2 separate regions of the Arachis hypogaea genome follow, and region 1 is linked to region 2. The links are chromatin contacts, called in public Hi-C maps. All regions are on one chromosome and are shown on one strand. Each heading gives the region's core, a stretch centred on a gene start, on an enhancer-like site or on the middle of the called end of the contact. The rest is flanking DNA. Distances are from core to core; before and after follow the strand shown. Region 1 holds the start of LOC112738308 (protein Brevis radix-like 4). Region 2 holds the start of LOC112738305 (PHD finger protein ALFIN-LIKE 4).

Evidence for each region. Hi-C and Micro-C count contacts between places; a contact is called where the count stands out from the background.
Region 1: a contact with region 2 is called in a Hi-C map of leaf, with 1.9 times the contacts expected there. The contact joins the promoter of LOC112738308 here to the promoter of LOC112738305 in region 2. A contact is called at or near these places in 2 of 8 Hi-C or Micro-C datasets (both in leaf).

The regions. Positions count from the first base shown.
Region 1 is chr13:47,846,536-47,852,769 of arahy.Tifrunner.gnm2.J5K5, forward strand. LOC112738308 (protein Brevis radix-like 4) reads left to right here and starts at 3,921. Exons shown (of 6, transcript XM_025788691.3): 1 at 3,921-4,210; 2 at 4,329-4,636; 3 at 4,784-5,199. The coding sequence starts at 4,523. LOC112734068 reads right to left here and starts at 1,170. Exons shown (of 1, transcript XM_025783255.1): 1 at 823-1,170. The coding sequence starts at 1,170. The coding sequence ends at 823.
Region 2 is chr13:47,680,489-47,685,975 of arahy.Tifrunner.gnm2.J5K5, forward strand. It overlaps LOC112738305 (PHD finger protein ALFIN-LIKE 4), which reads right to left and starts at 2,840. Exons shown (of 6, transcript XR_011869710.1): 1 at 2,397-2,840; 2 at 2,217-2,249; 3 at 908-1,136; 4 at 545-680; 5 at 1-345.

The DNA of each region.
Region 1 (6,234 bases), core at 2,671-5,170, 170 kb after region 2:
TATATGTGTTTTACTGGCATTGAGGAGGTTAGGTAGGCGGTGGCGATGGGATCTCATGGAGGGTAGGTTGGTGAAGGATGTGGGACAACGATGATTAGTATTAGTTAGAAATCCCTTAAGTTAGACTACCCTGTTTATGGTTTAAGTTATTTACTTCTTTAGGCTTGAATATATCTGTTTTGATGTGAAGTTCTATGATTGCCTTTGACATCCCGGAACCTTATATCTTACATATTGGGCACTGTAACCATACTAAGAACCTCCGGTTCTCATGCCATATATTTTTGTTGTTTTTCAGATGCAGGTCACAAATTCACCCCGGTGAGTTTGCGGACATAGTGACAGAGCGGAGGATAGTTTCTCCTTTGTTTTAATTCTGCTTTATTTTGATGTAGTTACTCTCTCATCCTTTGTATTTATATAACTTTGTTGCCTTAGAGGCTTTTGCTTTAACCCTTGAGAGATAGGAAGTAAGCTTTTTATAAAACTATGTTGTATCTCTCGACTAGTCGGCCTAAACTTCGCAGGCTGTGACTAATTTTCTTTTTGTATATCATACTTATATATATCTTGTCTACTTAAATTATTACCTTATGTATCCTGGAGCTATCTACAAGGTTATATATGTATGTATTATGTTTTGTATCTTTTCATGCCAACGCATTTAGCTATCGTGTGTGAACGCTTCGCGCTTTGTAATTCCGGTTTATGCGACTTTGAGCTTTTATTCCTTCATTGGTCTTCTAGTATTAATATTTCTTTCTATATATTTTACTATACAAGTTTTAGAACTATCATGGCACTTTGTTATCCTTCAAACCTTTACGGTATGAGGTAAGGCATTGGGTAATAGGGTGTTACACTGTTGTCATCTTGTGCCACTGCAATAAGCAACACACCACCATATTTGCCATACATGTGCGTCCCATTGATAGAAACAAATGGCTTGTAATGCTTGAAAGCCTCGACATAAGACGGGAAGGCCCAGAATACTTTGTCGAACATGCTACAGTCGCGGACCATAAGGTGCCCATCATAGTAAGATAAGGCCCTGAGCTCACATACTGTTCCGGGACAACAACTCTGAAGTGCTTGTAGCAACTTCGGCACGTTGTTGTATGACTCCTCACAATCTCCGTATATCTGCGCAATTGCCTTTTGCTTTGCCATCCAGATCTTTCTATACGAGAGTTTGAAGTGATAGCTTTGTTGAACTGTACCCTGTAGGACATGGATACTGACAGATGGGTTGGACTATATCAACGGCAGGATGACATTGCAGATGAGGGTGCTGTCCAACTGTCGATGGTCTTGGGACATGGTAAGTGGTAAATATGTATGCGCTCCACCAACCTTCCGGACCTTCCTAACGAAATAAAACATTCATGGTCAGAAACTACACCAGATATAACAATCATAAATGAGTAAAAATGCCACAATTAAATTTGACCTCACCAATATCCGAGATTCTATCGGAGGGCTACACGGAGACTCCAGGGACTTCCAATTGCAGATTGGCAGCAATGCACATGGTACTTTAATCGGTCTGATTCAACAACTTGGTACTTAGCCCTTCTGCAAATGTTGTAGTTCTTCACACCCTGCATTACTGCATCTGTGCTTTTGAATTTGTGACTGACCCGAAACTCCACCCCACTGTAATCGTCTTTCCCGGTGTTGAAAAATGGAGATTTTTCATGCATCGCGTCTAGATCCAATGCATGATAGTGACTTGGTACATATGATAGCGCCGAAATCAGGTGGGGGAGGAGGCAAAACATAGCACACCGCTGTCTCGACTGGCATCTTTGGTACAAACTCCTCCTCATCATCATCTTCAGAAGAACCACTATCGTTGCTATCCGCAACATACTCCTCATCGGAGTCTTCATCATCCACGTCCATATCTTCCACTGGACTAGCAACATGAATCGGTGGTGGTGCGAGAGGTGGATCATCCTGCACAAAGGTCGAGTGGGCGGATCTGCCGCCACCAACATCACCAACCTCCGTGAAAAACTCCAGCACTTGTTCTGCCATGGAGCCGAAACAGACGACACCGAAAAACTCCATTTTCCAACGATACTAGCAACCTATACCCCACTCTTCCGATCCCTTTTCTCTGTAAATCACCAAGGTTACTCAATATTAAACTCGAACAAAGAACTTACTCGCCGAGTGCACAATAGTAACATATTATCATACTCAAATATCACCCCATTGTCATTGTTTCTCATACAACAATTGGGATACACACAGACAACAACATATCCGCTACTACTGGATATTTTTGCCTATTTTTTGAAAGAAAGATATAGGAGAAGAAGATATGAAATGTATATGGAGAATACCAAAGGTTGCACATCCTTTTATAGCTGTTGAAAATTTGTCTTATTGTATTTCATTTACACTGTAAACGTGATAATTTATCACGTATCTTGTTTACAGTGTAAACAAGATATGTGTAAACTTATCTCATTTACACTGTAAACAAGATAAGACATACTACATATTTTTGTAATTATTTTACAAATTATTTATTTCAATAAATAAAATATTTTTTATTTATTTAAAAGAAATCTCCTATAAAACCCAACAAATAAATTATCATCATTAAAAACAAATTAATCTAATGTAATTAATATTAATGATGTTGACATATTCTACCCACTCTACTTTGACACAAAACTTATCTACGAGTAGGGGTGGAAAAAGGCCAGGCGGCCTGCCAGGGGCCTGCAGCCTGGCCTGTGTTTGGCCTGACCTGGCCTGGCCTGTTATAAAATAGGTACAGGCCCAGGCTCATTTAAAAGCCTTAATACGTTAATAGGCCAGGCCCAGGCTCGCTAATTAATCTTATTGGCCTGTCAGGCCTGCTTGGGCCTGTTAAAATATAATTAAATATATAAATAATTATTTATTATAACAAAATTATGAGATATTTTAAATCTATTATATTTTATTATAAATATTTTTGTATATTTTAAATACATTAAAAGTTTAAAATTTTTTTATAAATATTAAATATATGACATATTACATATAAATATTTTTATTAAAAAATAATTTTTTTAAATAATAATTTTATTTTTGTAAAAAAAAAAAATCAGGCCTTTTAACAGGCTTCAGGCCAGGCCAGACTGAATAACAGGCCAGGCCTAGTACCTTATAAAGAGCCTATAACAGGCTGCAGGCCAGGCTCAGGCCAATTAACTGTATGACAGGCCAGGCCTGTTAAGAGTAAAGCCTGGCCTGGCCTGGCCTATTTCCACCCCTATCTACAAGTGTGGGAACAACACTAACACACGTCACCTCTCTTCTAGTGCTACACTTCTTCAGCCCATGAGAAAATTTTTTTTCCTTCAGTACAATAACATTACCCAAAAAAAGTACATAAAATATGGTGGGTAAGAGGGTAAAGAAAAGAGTTGAGAGAAGGAGATGACAGGTCAAATAAAAAAAAGTTATCTAAAATGAGAAAATTGATAAAGTGGTTAAATAATATTATAATTATTTTTAAATTTATAACTTTTTATTATGTATAAGTTCATTTTCTTAATTTTATTAAAAAATGACTTCGTTACTTTACCAATGTTTTTATTTTGGAAAAGCTTGATCCGAGACAAAGATCCGAGGATGGAAGATGGGAGAAAGACTTGTCCTTGAGAACTTCTATCGTTTTTTTTTTTTTTTTTGGAGAACTTCAAGAATCGGCTACAGCAGGCAATGGGGAAAAAGTTCTCTCTTTTTTTAGTCGTTGTCATACATGGGTTATTAGTTATGTTTTCCTTGAGCCCCAAATTGTGTACTTTTTTTTTTGGTCGATAAATTGTGTACGTTATTGGGATGTATTGTCTTCTGTCCAATAGAAAAACGGGCTCAGCCAACACAAGTAGCTGAGTCCACAACGAGCCCAACAAATACTGAAAAGCTTGAAGGGACGGCAACCGCGAAACTCAGCTCAAGAGAGACAGATACAGACACGCACATCCGCATTAACAGGTTAAAAGGAAATGATAGGCTGATATAGGCTGATAGTCCCACCCCAAAGACAAAAAGCAGATTCCACAGTCTCCTACTCTCCTCAAATCAAATCATCTCCTCTCCCATTAAAAACAAAAACAAACACACTTGACTTACTCTCTCTTCTTCCCACTGCCACCTGAATCCGCCAGTTACTTCCGACCACATGGTCCCCTCCCTCATACTAGTACTGTTAAACCCCCTCCTCCAATTTTCATTAATTAACTAATTAACACGCTGCTGCCACCACACTTTAGTGCTCACATCTTTACATGTTTTATATATTTTTTATTTATATTTTGCAGTTTCTATCAGCAGAGAGAAGACAGTCTGTGATCTCGTCGTAGTAATTGAAGTTGCTGCTGCTTCTTCGCATGGCACCAACTCATAATCGTTTCTCGGTTACCACGCTTTTTTATAATCCAACAATCTGATCTAACCTTCTATTCCCCTCTCAACTCACTCTTCTTCTCTTTCAAAAGAGAAAAAGAAAAAGAAAATGCTGACGTGCATAGCTCGGCCGAAGAAACTCGGGGAAGACTCACTGAGTCACCCGGACGATCCCAATTCCAGCATCGGAAAGAATCAATCCGTCAAGTCCATCACCTCTCAGGTAACTTCTATTAGAGAAAAGGAAAAGAAACAAAAAAGAAACAAAAAAAGTGCAAGAGCTCTCTCTTTCTCTCATTGCTTTATCTAAGTGTCGTGATTTAAACTCTCCACCGCGGGCGCGTGTGTTTGTTTTTTTGGTTTTCTTCAGTTAAAGGATATGGCGTTGAAGGCGTCGGGTGCGTACAAGAACTGCAGTCCGTGCGCGCCGCCGAGTCGACTCAGGACAGCCAGTGGAGTGGGCGGTGCCAGTATTGGAAGCGGTGGAGACTCGGATGGGGACTCGGATCGGTTCCGGTGGTCGTACAGACGGACAGGGAGCTCAAGCTCGTCGGCGGGGACAAGGACAGGGTGGGGAAAGGAGATGGAGGCGAGGCTTAAGGGGATATCGAGCGGCGAGGGGACGCCGAGCTCCGCCGGAGGGAGCGGGCGGAGGGCGGAGCCGGTGGTGGTGCTAGTGGAGGAGAACGAGCCGAAGGAGTGGGTGGCGCAGGTGGAGCCTGGCGTCTTGATCACGTTCGTGTCGCTTCCCCGTGGCGGGAACGACCTCAAGCGCATACGATTCAGGTGCGCGTATACGTATATTATATCCGAAAAAACTCGAACGCATGCTTTTGTTGTCGTTTGCCTGGTTTTTGTTGCCGTTTTGTGTTGTATATTGTGTGTAAGGAATTTTTTAGGGATGGTATTTGATAGTGACTGTTCATTAAGGTGAACGTGGTGCTGGTCGATGTTATCGGAATCGCCACATTTAGTGCTATTATTTATTAATTTATTAAAAAATAATATAAAATCATCAAAATTGTTTTGGCCATTAATTTGTTATTTACTAAAGTATGTTATTGGACTTCTTTAAGTAAAGAAATTGAGTTTATAGTTGAGTTTATAGTTAAAAGTAATGATAAAAAATAATGAATTTTGATGATCTTCTAAAAATACTTTTTATTTATTAATTATTAAGTAATCTCTAGAATAATATTTTAACATGAAAAATAATATAATTTTCTTAAATATTATCTAATATTAGCCACTACTTAGTATCCTGTTACTACTGCTGTATTTATGTTAAATTATGGGGAATGGATATGGTCAAATGTCACTCCTATTTTACAAATTTATAAAAATATATAATGTAAAAAAATGTGCAAAGTGATATTATTAAAAATAAGAGTAATAATAGCATTTTTTAAAATTATATATATTAATTAATTATGAATTTTAATGGACACAAAAAATTTTAAAATTTTAACAACACTTAAAAAATACAGTTAAAATTAATGTTACACTTTTTAATTTCACAACACTTTTTAATTAGATATATGGGAAATTGTTATATGTGTGTATTTTTGAAAAATGTTTTGTGTGTTAGATTTATTAATTGTATGAAATAAAAATGATGAAATTGTCATTTTTTCCCATAATTTTAAAATAATAGTTTAACTATAAAATTCATACATTTATTTGTTATGTATAAAAGTGTGAAATTGTAAATTCAGCAGAAATTATTTTTAATATAGAGATGAAGATGACGTTTTAGTTGAATATCGATAATTGAAGTGTATTTCAGTATTATGAATATGTATAAAATGTGTCCAACAAGCA
Region 2 (5,487 bases), core at 1,590-4,089:
AACACTAAGATGGCACAACAGAGAATGCCTAGGCAACTAACTAGTTAGTAGTCTAGCATGAAATAGCTATACAGCCAATGCAATGATGTATCAAGGCCGTGCTCTCTTGTTGCTGCAAGTGGGGCATTTGTACTGTTTAATGTGCTCAGCCCGAGCAGGCGTGATCTTCACACACTTGCCATGGAACCACCTCTCACATATGTCGCAGCAAATCCAAAACTCATCAGCTGCATAGAGCTCCCCACATGCACCACACAGGGTCTCCCCATGCTCCTCCTCATATTCCTCTGCACCCTCATCCTCTTCCTTTGCTTGCTTTGTTTGCTTAACCGATTCAGATCCTCGCTTTTGTTCCAAAACGGACAAGCATGCAAAAATGACATTAAGAGGAGAACACAACACAATAAGTCAATAACTCTTTTACCAAATACGACAACAATGCTTTACTAATTCCAAATAATGAATACGGCAAAAATGACATAAAACAAATGATTATAAAACTAGTATCATATAAGGACAAGTAACGGAAGTAAGATGTTTTTACCCCTTTTGAACTAGATTTTGATTTGCTGTTTGTGTGGTTTGAAACTGATGACTTTTCCTTCGACTGTTTCTTTGCAGTTCCAGTCACAACCTCAAAAATTGTTGGCAGATCATTAATCATAGTGAATAGACGTTTCCTGCATCAAGAATTACACATTTACACTTGATCAATTGTGACTAGGGTTTTTTAATTCCACCAAATGTTCTAAAGTGAACTACTACATGTATAGGCCAACTAAATTAAGAAATTGTGACATAAGAAACATAAGTTCTGAAGCAAAAGAAGACGGCATGCATCCAAAAGCATGTATTCATCCAACTGAGGAAAACAAAGATTGTAGGATATATATATATATATATATACCTGTCAGCTCTGTCAAAACCAAATCTTGCTCCAAAGTAGAAAGCCACTGCAATTAGCCATGCATCACTGTGAACTGCAACTAAAGTTAGCCAGTCCTTCTCTTGCATCCCATCCCTAGCAAAGTTTATGCCCAATGCAGGCTCGGGAAGTTCAGGAGGAACTTCTTCAGCGGGTAAATTAACTTCCCACTGTTCAGTGGGGTATCCATACAGACAGAGGTTCTCCTTATCTGATCAATTGGACAAAAATGTAATAAATAAGCATGAAACAACTCAAAAAACAGCACAGGATTCCAATCACTAGAAGCAACCAATGCGAGAGCATTAGACTTGTTTACTGAAAGCAGCAAAGTTGAAAAACACAACTTCCAATTCCAAACTCTACCAACTTCCAATTATAGTAAATTATACATATTAATCTTTGTTCACAAATATAAACTAAAAGTTAGTTAACTGCATCTAAAACCATGAAAAATCATAGAACAGGACACTTCTACAGGATTTCAATAATACTGAATACAATTAAAATAAAAAGAAAAGCATGGATGTGACAACAAAGAACAAAGTTGACAAACCTATAGATCCTAACTAAAATTAGACAAGGGATGTACAGCACATAAAACAAGAGTTTTTACAACATAAAATCCTTTAAAATCACAACTAACGTTAATAAAATTTCTAAATAGAAGTTAGAATTGTACTATGGGAGGAGTCATTTAAAAAAACGCAAATTTACCATAGGTGGATGGAGGACCAAATTTGGAAAAACAATAACACAAAGCAGGGAAAACAAAATGCAATGATGCATTAAAACAAAATCTAATTGGAAATTTAACAGAAAGGCCAAGGTTTAGGTCAGAACTCAGAAGAAAAGTAAAGGGTCTAGTTAAGTAAACAAGGCTCCGACATGCTAGTCAATTTGCTTCCTGCACCAGACGTTTCAGTGCAAAGAAGAAGTAAGCAGTATCCATCAACAAAAAACAATTTGATATTTCTGCTAATCAAAAAGTGAGCGACTATCACATACTCAATAAGTTCATGCAATACACAACTACTTCATACCCAAAAAAACAAAGAAGATCTTTTTAACTTGTCATTCACATTAGCAGAACAATGCAGTAACAAGTAACCATAACAGAACAAATATGCATAAATCTTTCACAATATGAAGCAAGAAAACACCGAAAACACCCCCGGGGGGGGGGGGGGGGTAAAAATTAAACAGATATAATTGGATACTCAAGTTCTCAACAGAAGCAAATACCACAGAAAATACAAAAGTGGAGACAAAAGAAGGCATAAACCCTAACCTGGATCACACTGCCGGTAAAACTCCTCAACATCTGCAAAAATAAAAAACAACACTTATTATAATGCAAGAAAAGAAAAGAGAAAACAATTTCTTTCACGAAAACCCTAAATTTGAAAATTAAAAAAAAAAATTGAGTGATGCACTGCTTCACTCTGATAATCGCAGTCAAGAGAGAGACCAGTGGTGAGGGCTTTGATCATAGCAGCTCTGCGACCCTTGAAGTCGCGGAAAACTTCCTCAACGGTGCGAGGGTTGTAGTGTCCGCCACCGTCCATCACTCCCTTTCTTACACCTTCACTAACCAAACCTCACACTCACTTTTTCTTTTGTTGTTTTTCTACTGCTTCTTTCAAACAATGCAAAGGGGAAGAGGAAGAACTAGGAGAAGAATGAAACTGTAAAGTGAGAGAGGGTGAGGTTTTTGTTTTTGTGTATTTATAGAAGAGAGAGTGGAAGCAGTGCGAGATTTGGGATTTTGGAATTTGGAATTGCAGCACAAAAGAAAAAAGAGAGGGAACACTCCTCTTACCTGTGTGGCAAAAAGGCAAATTTGGATGGACTCTCTTTGATATCCTGCTCTTCACTCTTCAGTCTTCACTTACCCCAACCTCAAAAGTCTCACACTTCACACTTATTATAAAACTGGTATTTATCTCCATTTTGTTGTTTAGCTATTGTTAATTTTCCCTCAGTAAAACATATGTATACTATTTAATATTTCTTATGAAAACAAAATAAAAATTTAACAATATTGGGGGATAATTTATTAAATTTATAAAATTACTTATTAAATAATTATACTTAATGTTTTTTCTCTAAGGTTCAAATATTTCTGAATAATTAAATTTTTCAGTTGAAATAATCTGAAACACCTTTGACATAATGATTATAAGAAAGTTAGAATTACAAGAAAAACTCATGTTAATTATTGTGAAAAGCTAATTACTTAGAAGCTTAAAAAAATTAAGGCAACTTGTCATTAGTGGTTAATTAGTTCATTTAACTATATATAGATAAAAAAAATTAAGCAAATAATAGATGAAGTATTTGATAAAAATAATTTTCCATGAAAATGAAAATTAGGGTTTAGAGAAGTTGAAAAGAGAAAAGAAAATGGAAAGAATAAAATATGACTTTTACTAATGAATGTATTTTATATAAAACACTTATAGGATTACGTATAATTAAGAGTCTGACTCATAGGTAGTATTTGTTTTGAGGTACTGAGACAGAGACCGGAAGATTGAGACTTAGTATTATGTTTGTTAGTTTAAAGACTGGTACTAAAATTTCTGTCTCTTTCCCAAAAATTTCAATATTTCAGTACTTTCAAAAAATAGGGACACAGAGGACTAAAATTTTTAGAGATGGAGACTGAAATTTTAATAACATTTTATACCTAAAATATCCTCATTTTAATTAATTAATTCTAATTTTATCCTTTGTGCAAATTAAATTAGAGTTTTATTCTTGTTTTAATTCCTGCACTTTGTACCAAACAGAATACTAAAATTTATTTAAATTTCAGTCTCTTAGTCTCGGTCTTTCCGTCTCTGTTTCTCCACCAAATACTACCTTAACTAACTCACCTAAATTACATAAATTACATCTGTAACTAATTCTATTACTTAAAATATGAAATTCCAGTTAAAATCTTAAAATATCTAAAATAATATGTTTATTTTACACTTTTTTGAAAGTCTTTCGTAAGTAACTAGTGTCTTGTTAAATTTTATTAATAAAAATATCTAAAAGAAAAATTTTTAGTGAAAGAAAAAAGAGTATATTATTTTCCAATACGTTAAACAATTTGTCTTAATTATAATATAACCAAAAAAAATAAGTTTGGGTTAAAAATTATGGTTAAGGAATGCTCCCCAATAACTACATCACTTGATAATGAGGATGTCATAATATTATATATTAACTTTGGGAAAGTATGAGAAGCCAATAGAATATTTATACAATGTGAACAATGGAGGTTTAGGGAGTATTAGAGATATAATTATTAGTGTTACCTTTTTCCATCAGCTAAAGCTTTTTGGATGAGTGGTATCATGACATGGTATTAGAGCGTTAGATCCAAAAGATCAAGAGTTCGATTCTTGGTGAACGTTCGATTCTTGGTGAACTCCAAAATCAGTTTTAGTTTTTGGAAAGATGTTTATTATCGCTAGTACTCGGATGATTATTCTAGATAGTATAGTAACTCAATAGCCCAGTACACATTGTACAAATAGTTCATTGTTTCTCTAGTGGATCCATTAACTTTTTAAATGTTGAAGTAAATAACGATTTTATAAACCATTGTCAACTTACCAATGGAACGAATTTATTGAATGTCTCTCTCATCACTTTGTTGAAAATCATGTTTGTAAAAAAGTTTTAGTGAAATATGTTTGTCCTGTCACCTTTAGTTTATCCTTTCTTTAGTCGGTGTATGAAAGTCGAATTATCTTTATATATGATTGTTGGTATCTTTTCTATGGTAAATCACATATATCTTGGACAAATTAGATGATTGAATTAAATCAAACACACTCTCAAATTATTTCATTAATAGCTAATGTTTTTGTATGATTTGAAGATGCTACAACTATGACTTACTTTATTGAACATAAAGATATAATTGTATCTCCAATTGTGAATAGATAACTTATTTGTAAGTTGTTTATGCATATCAGAAAGAAAACCTGTATTAGCATATCTGATTAATTGAAGATTTAATTATTTTGTACGTTTCTATAGTTTTATCAAATTTATAATTAGATCTCTAAATTTTTTTCTTTCAATTGGGTATATACACTACTTTTAATTTTATAATTAGGTCATTCCTAGTTAAAAAATATTCGAGTTAACTAAATATTTCTTTTCAAATTGAAAGTAATCATAATTAAAAACCTAATTAATCTTTGACTATATGCATTTTGGGAGAAATATTTTATTAATTTTAACGTTTTTGACATGAAAAAAGACCTAATTACAAAATTAAAAGCATTATAGTGACCTAATTGAAAAGAAAAAAAAGTATAGAAACCCAATTGAAAAAAATATAGAGATCTAATTAAAAATTTGGTAAATATATAGAGACCAACAAAGTAATTAAACTTTAATTAAATCTAAATTCATTAGAGTAAAATAAGCCTTTATTAATGGATCTCACAACAAGAAAAAATGGCTTTTGCCGCACTTTCAAAGCGTGCCGAAAAGTGAAAAAAAGCGTGGCGACAGCTTTTCATCACGCTTTTTGAGCTATCGATATGCTTTTG